2 separate regions of the Hordeum vulgare genome follow, and region 2 is linked to region 1. A link is a contact called in public Hi-C data. All regions are on one chromosome and are shown on one strand. Each heading gives the region's core, a stretch centred on a gene start, on an enhancer-like site or on the middle of the called end of the contact. The rest is flanking DNA. Distances are from core to core; before and after follow the strand shown. Region 1 has its middle 14 kb from the start of LOC123402833. Region 2 holds the start of LOC123402127 (UDP-glucuronate 4-epimerase 1).

What was found. A called contact is a pair of places that touch in the nucleus more often than the background predicts.
Region 2: a Hi-C map of leaf shows a contact between it and region 1, with 3 times the contacts expected there. The contact joins the promoter of LOC123402127 here to the enhancer-like site in region 1. A contact is called at or near these places in 2 of 6 Hi-C or Micro-C datasets (leaf and seedling) and 1 of 1 datasets of contacts at active chromatin or transcription factors (embryo).

Annotation. Positions count from the first base shown.
Region 1 is chr6H:535,241,111-535,248,292 of MorexV3_pseudomolecules_assembly, reverse strand. No RefSeq gene overlaps it. Among protein-coding and RNA genes, the nearest start is that of LOC123402833, 14 kb to the right of the region's middle. Within about 2 kb of position 4,147, at least 3 of the 3 cell types and tissues checked have open chromatin away from gene starts, as enhancers often do. A contact at or near this core is called in leaf and seedling, where this site is marked.
Region 2 is chr6H:535,625,571-535,632,752 of MorexV3_pseudomolecules_assembly, reverse strand. LOC123402127 (UDP-glucuronate 4-epimerase 1) reads right to left here and starts at 4,643. Exons shown (of 1, transcript XM_045096008.1): 1 at 2,531-4,643. The coding sequence starts at 4,281. The coding sequence ends at 2,965.

The DNA of each region.
Region 1 (7,182 bases), core at 2,898-5,397:
GGAATAGGCCAATATTGCGAGCTTGACGTGGTCCTCATAAGCGGACCCCGGGTTCCTGAAATGGTCGGATCCTAGCAGACCCAAAATCAGTGACTAATACCATACAAAACTGGTCGGAATAGGCCAAAATTGCGAGTTTTGACGAGTTCCCCGTAACCGGACCCCGGGGTTCCCGAAACATTCGTATCACAGCGGGACCCAAAATCAGTGAGTAATAGCATACAAAACTGGCCGGAATAGGCTAAAATTGTGAGTTTTGACAAGGTCCTCGTAAGCGGACCCCGAGGTTCCCGAAATGTTCGGATCCGAGTGGACCCAAAATTTGTGACTAATAGCATACAAAACTGGGCGAAATAGGCCAAAACTGCGAGTTTTGACGAGTTCCCCGTAACCGGACCCCCGGTTTCCCGAAACGTTTGGATCGCACCAAGACCCAAAATCAATGACTAATAGTACAGAAAACTAGCCACAATAGGCCAAAACTCCGAGTTCTGACGAGTTCCCGTAACCGGACCCTGGATTTCCTGAAACGTTCAGATCGGAGCACGACCCGAAATCAGTGAGCATACAAAACTAGCCGGAATAGGCCAAAACTGTGAGTTTTGGTGAGTTCCCCGTAACGGGACCCCGGGGTTACCAAACGTTCGTATCACAGCATGATCCAAAATTTGTGAGTAATAGAATACAAAACTGGCCGGAATAAGCCAAAACTGCGGGTTTTGACGAGTTCCCCGTAACCAGACCCCGAGGTTCCCGAAACGTTCGGATCACAGCAGGACCCAAAATCCGTGAGTAATAGCATACAAAACTGGTCGGAATAGGCCAATATTGCGAGCTTGACGTGGTCCTCGTAAGCGGACCTCGGGGTTCCCGAAATGTTCGGATCCGAGCGGACCCAAAATAGGTGACTAATAGCATACAAAACTGGCTGGAATAGGCTAAAATTGTGAGTTTTGACGAGTTCCCCGTCACCGGACATCGGGGTTCCCGAAACGTTCGTATCACAGCGGGACCCAAAATCAGTGAGTAATAGCATACAAAACTAGCCGGAGTAGGCTAAAATTACGGGTTTTGACAAGGTCCTCGTAAGCGGACCCCGGGGTTCCCGAAATGTTCGGATCCAAGTGGACCCAAAATTTGTGACTAATAGCATACAAAACTGGGCGGAATATGCCAAAACTTCGAGTTATAAGGAGTTCCCCGTAAGCGGACCCCGGAGTTCCCAAATTGTTCAGATCGCAGCAGAATCCAAAATCAGTGACTAATAGCATACAAAATTGGCCACAATCGGCCAAAACTGTGATTTTTTACGAGTTCCCCGTAACAGGACCCCGGGTTTCCCAAAACGTTTGGATCGCATTAGGACCCAAAATCAGTGACTAATAGTGTAGAAAACTGGCCACAATAAGCTAAAACTTTGACCGTAACCGTACCCTGGGATTCCCGAAACGTTCACATCGCACCAGGACCCAAAATCACTGAGTTACAAAACTAGGCAGAATAGGCCAAAACTGTGAATTTTGACAAGTTCCCCATAACCGGACCCCGGGTTCCCCGAAACGTTCACATCGCAGCACGATCCAAAAGCATACAGAACTGCCCGGAATAGGCCAAAACTTCGAGTTTTGACGAGTTTCTCGTAACCGGATCCCGGGGTTCCCAAAACGTTCGGATCGCAGCACGATCCGAAGTAAGTGAGTAATAGTACAGAAAACTGGCGAGAATAGGCCAAAATTGCGAGTTATGAAGAGTTCCCCGTAACCGGACCCCGGGTTCCAGAAACATTAGTATCACATTAGGACCCAAAATCAGTGACTAATAGCATACAAAACTGGCCAGAATAGGCTAAAATTGTGAGTTCTGACAAGGTCCTCGTAAGCGGACCCCGGGGTTCCCGAAATGGTCGGAACCGAGTGGACCCAATATTTGTGACTAATAGCATACAAAACATGGCGAAATAGGCCAAAACTGCGAGTTTTGACGAGTTCCCCGTAACAGAACCCCCGGTTTCCCGAAACATTTTGATCGCACCACGACCCAAAATCAATGACTAATAGTATAGAAAACTGGCCACAATAGGCCAAAACTCCGAGTTTTGACGAGTTCCCGTAACCGGACCCTCGGTTTCCTGAAACGTTGAGATCGGATCAGGACCCGAAATCAGTGAGTAATAGCATACAAAACTAGGCGGAATAGGCCAAAACTGCGAGTTTTGACGAGTTCACGGAACGGGACCCCAGGGTTCCCGAAACGTTCGTATCACAGCAGGACCCAAAATAAGTGAGTAATAGAATACAAAACTGGCCGGAACAGACCAAAACTGCGGGTTTTGACAAGTTCCCCGTAACCAGACCCCGGGGTTCCCGAAACGTTCGGATCACAGAAGGACCCAAAATCAGTGAGTAATAGCATACAAAACTGGCCGGAATAGGCCAATATTGCGAGCTTGACGTGGTCCTCGTAAGCGAACCCCGGGGTTCCCGAAATGTTCGGATCCCAGCGGACCCAAAATAGGTGACTAATATCATACAAAACTGGCCGGAATAGGCAAAAATTGCGAGTTTTGACGAGTTCCCCGTAACCGGACCCAGGGGTTCTCGAAACGTTCGTATCACAGCGGGACCCAAAATGAGTGAGTAATAGCATGCAAAATTGGCCGGAATAGGCTAAAAATGCGAGTTTTTATAAGGTCCTCGTAAGCGGACCCCGGGGTTCCCGAAATGTTCGGATCCAAGTGGACCCAAAATTTGTGACTAATAGCATACAAAACTGGGCGGAATAGGCCAAAACTGCGAGTTATAAGGAGTTCCCCGTAAGCGGACCCCGGAGTTCCCAAATTGTTCAGATCGCAGCACAACCCAAAATCAGTGACGAATAGCATACAAAATTGGCCACAATCGGCCAAAACTGCGATTCTTGACGAGTTCCGCGTAACATGACCCCGGGTTTGCCAAAACGTTTGGATCGCACGAGGACCCAAAATCAGTGACTAATAGTGTAGAAAACTGGCCACAATAGGCCGAAACTCCGAGTTTTTACGAGTTCCCGTAACCGGACCCCGGGATTCCCGAAACGTTCACATCGCAGCAGGACCAAAAATCACTGAGTTACAAAACTAGGCAGAATAGGCCAAAACTGTGAATTTTGCCGAGTTCCCCATAACCGAACCCCGGGTTTCCCTAAATCAGTGACTAATAGCATACAAAACTGACCGAAAGAGGGCAAAACTGTGAGTTTTGATGAGCTCCCCGTAAGCGGACCCCGGCGTTCCAAATTGCTTGAATCGCAGGAGGACCCAAAATCAGTGACTAATAGCATAGCCGCTCCCCGTGCCGCCACACCGCTCCTGGTCTCACACCAGACCGCTCAGCGACCGCGTGAGGCCGCTCCGCGCTTGGCAGCGCCTGGCCTCGCCGCGTCTGGACGCGACTGCGCCATGCCACGACTCGCTCGTGCCTCCCCCGCCGTGGGGTTTGAGCTCCCCTGCAACGCTTGCCCGTCAACCTCCGCGCATGCTGTGAGCGTGCTATGTGTTTGAGGAAATGTGAGAGTGGACATGTCAAAAATGGATCTGTTACCGTTGGGCGCACTCACAAACTCAAATGAAAAAGCGGACAAAAAGCGAATAAAATTGAGTCGGCCCGTTGGAGTTGCTGTTTTAGATGACAGTGTTTCTGTAGCTGAAGCGCAAATGAAAACTCTTGAGGTTGGTGTGTTCAGTTTTAATGATGCGAAGAGGTTCAAGGTCTGGCCTCACGCTGCTACCTTCGCTTTACGGTACAGTCTAAAACACCCATGCCGTCCCATCAACCAACCATCTCAACTGTCCAGCAAATTCGCCCACCACGCCGTGTCGCGCCGGGCCTCTACAGCTAGAAGCATGCAAAACCCAAGCCACGGCGGGTCTCACTGTTCGCAACCGACGCGGCCGGCCCGTGCCATCAGAACCCATCACCAGCTAGTGGAACGAGTGACCCACCGCAGCGTCAGTTCAAGTCGCCATGGCTGGCGCCTATGTATGCTTTGCCAAACAATCATCGGATCCGAGGAGACGGATCGCTTTCATGTGCCCACTTTACGCACCCATCGTCGTCGCCTCGACCCTCGACGGGACCGTGGCATGCAGCACGCGTTGCCGTTGGTTCGCTGCATTTGCCCGGCGCTGCGCTGCACTACCCTACCCATGTGCGGCAGTGGCCAGTGCTGCTACCCCCGGCCCATGTGCTGATGTGCCAAAGTTAGTGCCGCCGACGAGATGAGCCGATCTGGTCACACGCCGTCGAGCGTGATGGTGAATAAAAACGCGGGACACGGGCTTCCTTCCCGATTTGGGACGGGCCAAGATCTCTCCTAGATACGTGCTGCTGTCAGACCAGCTTGATGACATCTGTAGAATTTCACGTCTATACTAGATCTGGTTGGTCCTGCAGACCGGACGACCTGTCGCCAATCCGCCGCAGCGAGCTGGGAAAGTTGTACGTCAGCCGTGCGACGAAAGCGAAGACCGATCGGCCCCAGGACTAGCGACTAGGCTCCAATTAGCCACGCACCAACAAGAGTCAAGAGCTACGAATATATACGATCATGCTGCAGATATATCGGTGATCTTCATGGTACCTCCACAGTTAGAGCATCATCTTTCCACTCCTCCCTACCCGGCTACCCGTAGGCCGTAGCATGATCAATTTCAGATCCGGCTTTCACCAGTAAATAAATAAAGACAAAAGGTGAAAAGTCCGGGACTATGGCCTGGCTACGGCACCAACGCTTGCACGCGCCCAAATCTTTGTCCCGGCACGCCGCGCCGTATCGCGCGCGGTCACAAGAATGCTCCAACGACAGCGAAAGGTGACAATGTCGACCACGGAAAGTTGTACCACGATCTCCACCTTTGATCCTCGATCGATCTTCACTGTCGCTGCTTGTGTGTTCCCTCTGCCTTCTTCCGGAACCTCTCGTGTCCGCAGCTTCACGCGCAAGCAAGCATGTACCAGGCCCGGCTGACAGCGAGCGACCAATGCGACGCAACGGTATGCAGCATCTTACGTGCGCCCAACGGTTGCAGCGGTCGATTCTGCTACTCGGATCGATCGGTCGATTCGATGAGGTCGGCCGTACAACCCACCTGCATGCACTCGCAACCGCCGAGTGGTCGAGCCGTGGAAGGGCCGCTTTCCTTCTCGAGCGGGGCACTGGCAGAAACGTCCACGGCGACGGTCAAGGGCCGAGCGGCAACCAATGTCGACCACCGGCCGTTGCCGATACATTGCGCGGCACGTAGCGGTTGCTGTTGCGGTCGCGCGTGTCCAGTCGCGGCCGACCGACCGGTGGGTGAAAGGCAAGGGGACGAAGACTTGACCATGCGTGCGTGTGGAGGAGGTTTAAGGAAGAAATATCGTACTCCTTCCGTTTTGATGTATAAGTCATTTTAGATTATGTATCACGATCAAGATGAAGAAGAAAACAATAGAAATTAACGTTAATTTATTAATTAATGTCATTGCATGCAATGAATAAATCACCGCATGTCTTGTTAGTTAGTCTCGAGTCATCAAAACACACACATCCCACGTTTTCTATTGATTGATTCCTTTATTCATATCAAAAAACAGAAAGACAATGTGAAAATTAATGCATCGCATCTATGTGTATTGGGATCATTTGGTTTTTGTAAGACAATTTATACACGGAGACAGAGGAAGTATGTATGGTCGCAATCGTGGGGATAAGAGCACCTCTAATCAATCTCCTATCATGTTATTGGAGGAAAATATATCTTCCTCGGCCACCCCAACTCCTAAATATATCCGTCTGCCGACCAACGCAGTGATGTTTTGCCCCCTATCCTACGCACATCCGCGTCGTCGTTGGCGTTGCTTCAAAGGACTACCTGATGCCTTCGCTGACACTTCCCTGTTCCGCTCTTGCCCCACTCCGAGCCAGCACTGGTCGTTGCCATCGTGGGAATTGAGCTCCATCATCGTTGCCGCCAGCATCGATCTCGTCGCTGGAAAGATGAACCACATCTTCTTCCTCCGAGTGTCTCCGACGACTACCAACCATCTTGACACCCCGACGACCACTAACAACTGTTCAATGTCGCCCACCGGCCGCAACTCACCCTTCAAGTATTCAAAATTTGCCTAGGTGCGTATTTTTTATGCTTTTTTCATCTCATATTTTCTTTTGCCAATTGAATTGAACCGAGTCGTTTGTAGTCAATATGAGGAGGTTAAGAGAGAGGAATTTCAAGGACACTCATTCGGAGGAGGAGGAAGAAGACGATAATGACTTTGAAATGGCCATTGGCATAATTTTCAATGAAGATTTTCGACGGACGAGTAGAGGGTCACAATTCGGTCGTATACGCCTCAAGCGAGATAGAATGGGGGCCATGTTGAGATTTTAAGAGATTATTTCGACCTCGGTTCGGCTTGACTTTTTGTAGTTCGGTTTTCAAATTTGAATTTGTTATATCATGAACTGTGTGAACATTAATTTTTATTTGGATTTAATATGTGTGGAAATATGCAACTGAAATGTAGTTTGTACATACAAACTAGAACAAATTGACAATTTTTTGGGGAGCCAAGTATTGGGAATCGGTTAAAATGACACTTTTTTACATCAGCAAATATGCTACTCTGAAGGATATGCGGTCTTATCTTCCTCCAAATTATGAAAGATCTGTTAAAAGATCTCTAAGATTTATTAGAAAAAACTATGACCCTAATAAATGTCATACGTATGGCACGAAGCAAATTCTGTTCTAGCCTTTTTTGATGACAAATTTAGTTATCCGAAAACGACAACTTTAATTGTGAAACATGACAATTTTTTGTTTGGATGAAAAGTTTCAGGTTTTTTCATTTATTTATGGCAATTTTAGTTATAAGAAACGACCGGGCAGTATTACTTGATGTCACACATGTGGCATTTATTATTTGGAAAAAAACTATAAGGACGATGAACTTACAGTCACAAGCGCTCATCTAAACGTACATCCATCCATTTTTATAAATGCACACACGCACATCCTATCCAGCAACTTCGAGAGATTGAACCGACATATCACCTTGAGATTTACGAAGCAACGGTAGGCGCCTCATCATCGACGGAAACGGCTACTTCTACTGAATATGCATGGTTGAAAATCCTAAAATAAATTCAGAAATAAATTAA
Region 2 (7,182 bases), core at 3,394-5,893, 380 kb before region 1:
GAAATTTCCATGTGTCCTCGGGAGCACTTGCTTAATATAAGAGTACTTTCAGGCATGTCCTTTGCTACAAAAAGGATTGGGCTACCTGGCTGCACCTTTGCTACTATTGCTACTTGTCACTTGTTACGAATTATCTTGCTACAAAACTATCTATCATTGTTACTTATAGCACTTGCACGGAATACCTTGCTGAAAACCCGCTTTTCATTTCCTTCTATTCCTCGTTGGGTTCGTCGATCTTACTTGTTGAAAGGATTACATTTGATCCCCTACTTGTGGGTCATCTGGCGTCGCTCCCTCACTCGTACCCCCGGTACTATTGTCAGGCTCGTTCCCTTTAGTGGTAGTTGTCTTTGGCCCTGAATACCTGAGACAGCTAAATGCCGCTAATACACAGAGGTTGTTGACATTCAATGTAGAGAGGGGCTTTCTGGGCATGCTTGGTAGTATCGATTGTATGCACTCAAAGTGGAAGAACTGTCCATTTGCTTGGCAGGGTCAGTACAAGGGGCATGTGAAAGGTGTCACTCTCATACTTGAAGCGGTGGCTTCACAAGATGTGTGGATATGACATTCTTTCTTCGGCATGGCTGGTTCTCCCAATGATATTAGTGTTCTTCAGCATTGTTCGGTGTTCGCAAGGCTTGCAGAAGGCCATTCCCAAGAGGTCAACTTTGAGATCAATGACCACCATTACAACAAGGGATATTACCTAGTTGATGGTATTTAATCCCAAATGCTCCACTCTTGTGAAGACCATACCCAACCCGTAAGGAGAGAAGAGACACATGTTTGCCCAAATGCAAAAGAGTGTTAGGAAAGATGTGAAGCGTGCTTTGGCGTGCTTCAGACTCAACGGGGTATCGTTCGAAACCCTCCACTGATATGAAGCACTCGGAAACTTTGAGGGGTGATGATTGTTTGTGTGATCATGCATAACATAAGCGTTGAGGATGAACGTGATGACAACATCTACGACCAAGGGTTTGATTTCGAGAGTGAGAATGTTGAGCCTGAGCACCGACCTCCTGCAACCTTTAAACAATTTGTCCAATTTCATCATGACATGAGTGATCGGCACACTCATACGCAACTCCAAGATGACTTGATTGACCACATGTGGGATCCCATTGACAATGAGTAGATCTACCGATTTAACCTCTTTTCGTGCGCACAAACTTTGAGTGGTTTTGTAAGACTATTTGATATTATTTAAATTTCGATTGATTTGTAATAATAGACTTTTTGAGACATGAAACTACTTGTTTTGTTTCATTTGAACTACTTCTGCTACGTTTAATTTTATTTTACTTATCCTTCGACGGACGAGATGAGGTCGAAGATGCGGCCGCGCGTTGGACGTCCTGCTGACGCAAACACAAATTCAAAAGAACACGGCCTCATTTCCTGTCCCAAAACGAACGAAAACCGAATAAAACAAATATCTGTGGAACCGTGCGTTGGAGTTGCTTTTAGAACACCGTGACGACAAGTGCAGTCTGCACCATGGAAAAAAGACAAGGTGGACGGCCCCGGCATCATACGCAATGCCAAGGAATCATGCCACACTGTCACGAGACAACACAGAAAAATGAAATGCTTCCGATACCCCAAAAGAGCACCACCGTCTTCTCGTGCGAACCACAAGTTCCGCCGTCGGGTCGAACGATACGACGACATGGGTTCAAGCGAACTCCTATTTGGTGTGTGTCGACACTCGACACGGCAGTCGAACTGCGTGTCTGGTGCTTCCGTCCCTGGGCCTCCGTGCGAGAGACACCGACCACCGCCACCGGCCAATCGACCATCGACTCGTCGTGGCTCCGCAGGAGCACCAGAGCATAACATATTCATTTCCAACTTCCTTGTCGATTTGTTCCACAATTTAAGTAAAATAGTGCAGAGATGCCACGAGTCAGGAGGAAACAAATCTCCGCGACAGCAACAAAGAATAATAAAGTAAAAACAAAAGATCTCAGGAACAAGAACAAAACGTACTACTCGTGTGCCTGCATACACGAATAAAAATAAAAAGATTTGTTTTTCTAGAACTTTGGTAGTACTACGAATAATAAGAAATGCGGTTCGAATACAGCTCATCCTCGAGTGTCGCCTCCGTCCACTCCATACTCGTTGGCGGGCCCACCCATGTGGCCCACGTGGGCAGGCCCAGCCACCGACCAATCGACGACACCCAGGCCCCACCCCCAGCGACGGCCACGCGGGCCCACCGGAGCAATCAAGGCCGCCCGGGCCCACCGCCAGCTCCATCGCGCCCCAAGCCCAGCTGGCGGCCACCCTCGCGCGCGCGCTCCAATGCAGTGCGCGTCCCCTCCAAGCTTATCTCTATCTCGACGGCGCCGGAAGCGGAGGCGGAACCTCCTCCGCGAATTTTCCGGCGACCACCTCCGCGCGCTTTCTCCGGGAGCGATAAAATCGGAACGGCAAGGAACAAACCGCCAGATTTTTTGAAATTTAAACGGGCGATCGGATAAGCCAGTTCGTCCTAGCTTCATTTAGTTAGATAAGATTAAAAAAACCGCGTCAGCGAGATTACATGCATTGATTCAAATTTTGAAAAGGGTTTTGGCAGATGGAGGAGGGGAAAAGAAGAAACTAATCAAGAGCCACTTTGTCTTTACAGAGAAAAAAAATCGAAAAAATAAACAATGAGAAAAGGTTTCGCTCCATTGCTTTCGTCTTCGTCGGCGCTCGGCGGCGGCGGCAAGGAAAGGAAAGAATTCGATCCGGGATTTTTCTTTTTTTCTTCACCGGAGAACACCACCCTAAAACGTAGTATTCCCGCAAAAAGAATCGAGACAAGAATGCTGTTAAAGCTTGACGATGATCCATCCATCCATGGGACTAAAAATGTTTGATCCGGGAGTGGTCGGAAATAAAGAATCAGCAGGGGTTGGGTGAGGAGGGGAAGAATAGGGGGGGCGGCGCGGCGCGGCGCGGCGGTCACAAGTTCTTGGATCCCCGGGTGTAGCCGTAGTAGGAGAGGTACCACTTGACGAACTTCTTGAGGCCGGCGTCGAGGTTGGTGGTCGGCTTGTACCCGAGCTGCTGCCGGGCGAGCGAGATGTTGGCGTGGGTGAAGGGCACGTCGCCGTTGCCGGGCATCTCCACCACGTGCTTCTTCGCCTTCACCCGGAGGTGCTTCTCCAGGATGGACACCAGCGTGGGCACCGTCACAGGGGAGGTGTTGCCGAGGTTGAAGATCCTGTAGGGCGCCGGCCCGCGCTTCTTGCCGCCGGTGCCCGTGCTCCTGCCGGCCGTGTCCAGCGACCCCAGGCAGCCCTTGACGATGTCGTCGATGTAGGTGAAGTCGCGGGCGAGGTCCACGTGATTCTTGCCCCGGTAGACGGTGATGGGCTTCCCCTGCAGGATGTTGCGGGTGAAGGAGAAGTAGGCCATGTCCGGCCGCCCCCACGGCCCGTACACCGTGAAGAAGCGCAGGCCGGTGATGGACAGCCCGTAGATGTGGTTGTACGAGTGGGTGATCTCCTCGCCGGCCTTCTTCGTGGCCGCGTAGAGCGACGCCGGCTGGTCCGTGCGGTGCGACTCGGAGAAGGGCACCTTGTCGTTGAGGCCGTAGACGGAGGAGGATGACGCCCAGACGATGGCCGGCTGCGGGTCGGCGTTCTTGCAGGCCTCCAGGAGGGTGACGAGCCCCGCAACATTGGAGTGTACGTACGAGGCCGGGTTCTCCATGGCGTAGCGCACGCCGGCCTGCGCGGCCAGGTGGAGCACGTGGGTGAAGGGGACGACGTCGAAGAGCTTGGCCAGGAGCCGGCCGTCGTTGATGTCGCCCTCGACGACGAACACGCCGTGGGAGGACAGCAGCGCCTTGCGTGCCTTCTTGAGCGAGGGGTCGTAGTAGGCGTTGAAGTTGTCGATGCCGACGACGCCGTCCCCACGCTTGCGCAGCGCGAGGGAGCAGTGCGCGCCGACGAACCCGGAGGCGCCCGTGACGAGCACCGACATCCCCGCCCCGGCGGCCGACCCCGGCGGCCTGCGCGGCGCGGCGGAGGCGCGGATCTGGCGCTCCCAGTGCAGGCCGCCCCAGGAGGCGGCGAAGTACTTGGAGGAGGTGTCGACGAAGGACTGGAAGCTGAGGTAGGAGGCGGTCATGGCGACGAGGAAGAGCGCCCAGAGGAACATGGTGCTGGTGGACGCGAAGCAACGGTGCAGCTGGCGGTTCATGGCGCCGCCGGCCCGCTCGATCTTCACCTTGCCAGGGGTGGACGGGAACAGGTCGTCCTCCAGCGCCCGCATCTTCTTGCTGAAACCTCCCGCCGTCGTCGTGCTGCCCGCCCGCGGCGGCAAGCCAACCAATCAACGAAGAAACCAAGAAGCCCTCACACTCCTTGCTCCTCCTTCTCCTTCTCCCGGACGACGACGCAACCACGGACGGACGGATGGATGGAGGATCGATCAAGCAAGCAAGCAAGCAAACAGGCAGGCGCAAATCGGCGCGGTGCCTTCCGTCCGATGGGTGCACTCCTAGCGCGTACGTATCCCGGCGGGAAATCCGGGACGGACGGAAGGGATTTTTATTGTATCGGAGGGGGGAAAAGAGAGGGGAAGGGGGGAGCGGGCAGGGGCAGGGGCTGGGTGTGCGCCTGCCTAGGGAGGAAGGGCGGGGAGGGGCGGGTATAAATAGGGGAAAGCGACGGGGGGCGGGGGCGGAGGGCGGAGGAGTTGCCGGCGGCGGTGCGGGTGGGGAGGATTGCGCGGCTATTTTTGGGCTCGGCCGGGGAGGATGTTGGGGGGATTTCGATTCTTTCACGGCGGGGGAACGGAACGGAACGGAACAGCCGTCGGTGGTTTCCTGGCGGTATTTATGCTGGCGCGGTGACGCGGGTTTCCTGATTATTACTGCCTGCGCGGTCACGGGCCGGGTTTGCGCGTGCCCTGCCAGGGTTGTTTGTTTTCACGCGTCGGGGTGTGATGTGAATGCGATGCCACTCTGTCCGTCGCATTCATTGGTGGGGGAACGGAGGGATTTCCTGCCGCGTGACGACGCCATGCCGATGTAGAGTTTCACGCCTGCTGACTGACTGATCTTCCGGCTGGAATCCGGATTGGTGCGTGGTGCCGGCGTTTCTTCAGCCCCCCAGCATGCTACCACGTGGAATTTAGGGCATGTTTGGTTTTAATAAGTCAGGTGATTTATAAGTCAGGTGACTTATAAGTCAGTGATTTATAAGTCAGGTGACTTATAAGTCAAGTGACTTAAAACCAGTGACTTATAAGTCAAGCCTGTTTGATTGTCATATGACTTATAAGTCAAGCCTGTTTGATTGTCATATGACTTATAAGTCACCTGATCACACATTTTCATGCAAAAGTAGGTGACTTATAAGTTTTAGGCCCTGTCTGATTTCAATAAATCAGGTGACTTATAAGTCACGCCTGTTTGGTCGTCATTTGACTTATAAGTCACATTTTCATGCAAAAGTGGGTGACTTATAAGTTTTAAGTTGGGGTGGAGCAACTTATGACTTATAAGTTGGGGTGACTTATAAGTTGGATCTGTTTGACAAAATAAGTCACCTTTTGCACTTTTCAACTTATAAGTTGGTGACTTATTTGGAACCAAACAATGCCTTACCATGAGTAGGAGTAGTAGTAGTACTACAACAATGTGTTGTGCTCAAATTCATTATCTGCCACCTGATTATGGATTAGGGCGTAGACAGTGGGTTCAAGTACTTTACTTAGTCTTAAGCTAATGTAAATCTATAAGGGAGAGGAAGAACAGGTGAAGGTAGAAACGGAGCTCGATGGAGCTGCCAATTTGTTGCGAGTTCCTGTAAGGATCAATGTGAACGAACCCATGAAAAAAGGATGTTACTATCACGAGGGAAGAGGAGCGACATTTCTTCAAGGTTGCTTATGAGATAATTCCTCGTTTTTGTGTGCATTGTTGTCTGCTCGGGCACTTACATCTTTAAAACGGAACACGGGGATATCAGAAAAAGAGTTAAGTTTGGCCTCTTGGTTGAAGGCCGACATGGACTTGACATGGTACATCCTTATTTGAAAGGTCTCGTGGTGGGGATATATTGAAGGAAGATTGGATGCAAACTCAACATCATCGACTGGTCGTGGACATGGGAATTTTGCTGACTAGCATAATCACCTGAAAAGGGTGACAAGAATGCTACACACTCGTTGGTTTGGGTAAAACGAATTCAAACCACGCTGACACGACTACTAATCCGCTCAAATTAAGTACCTAAGTGGCCATGCAAGATGCTGATAACAAAATAAGGCACATGCTTAACTTGGAGTGTACCGAAGAGATCACTCGATAGAAGGTCTATGCAACCTTTGTTCCTTTGATTAACGAGGGTACAAATGTACATAGTGGAAAGACAATGCTCCTAGGAGATCATCTTGCTCCAAAGGCATGAAAGGAAGGAACGAAGACGCGCATATGAGAGAGCGGGAATTTTCAGTAACATCAAACCCGGATCGACAGGCTCCGGGGAGGGGCATTGTCGGGAGCAATGAATCAATTGGTGATGAACTTTCGCAGTTGTGGACGATCCAAGACATATCAATAAAACCTACACTCTAGTTAGACTGTACCATCCCTCTTCGGCTATTCTCTCAAGAACCAAACTACCAGACAAGACAACTCAAGAGTTAAGACACATATTAGGGTTCTGTAGTGCGTATGGGGTTATAGCTGGAGGATTGAATGGAGGTTTGGTTTTATTTTCGTTTGGTGGTATCACTGAATTTTTTTAGAAGATCTCATATTGATGTATTTGTAAAGAATGATAATATTGGAGATAGGGAGTGGAGATTTACAGGATTCTATGGAGAACCGACAATGGCAAGAAGGAAAAGGAGTTAGGAATTACTTCAAGATATGAGAACAGAATTTGACAATCCTTGGCTATCACACATGATTTTAGTGAGGCGCTACATGCCTCAGAATAGTAAGGGGTGAGTGAGAGGAATGGAAAATGGAAGGGCGCATGGAAACATTTGAATTTTGCAATTTTTCGGACCTAGGATATGCGGGACTATAATCCACATGGCATAAGAGACAACAAGGGATGAGTAATATTAAAGTCAGATTAAATTGGGGATTAGCTGATGAGAAGTTTATGCAGGTTTTTGATAACCATTTAGCTAAACATATACCAAGAACTAGATCTA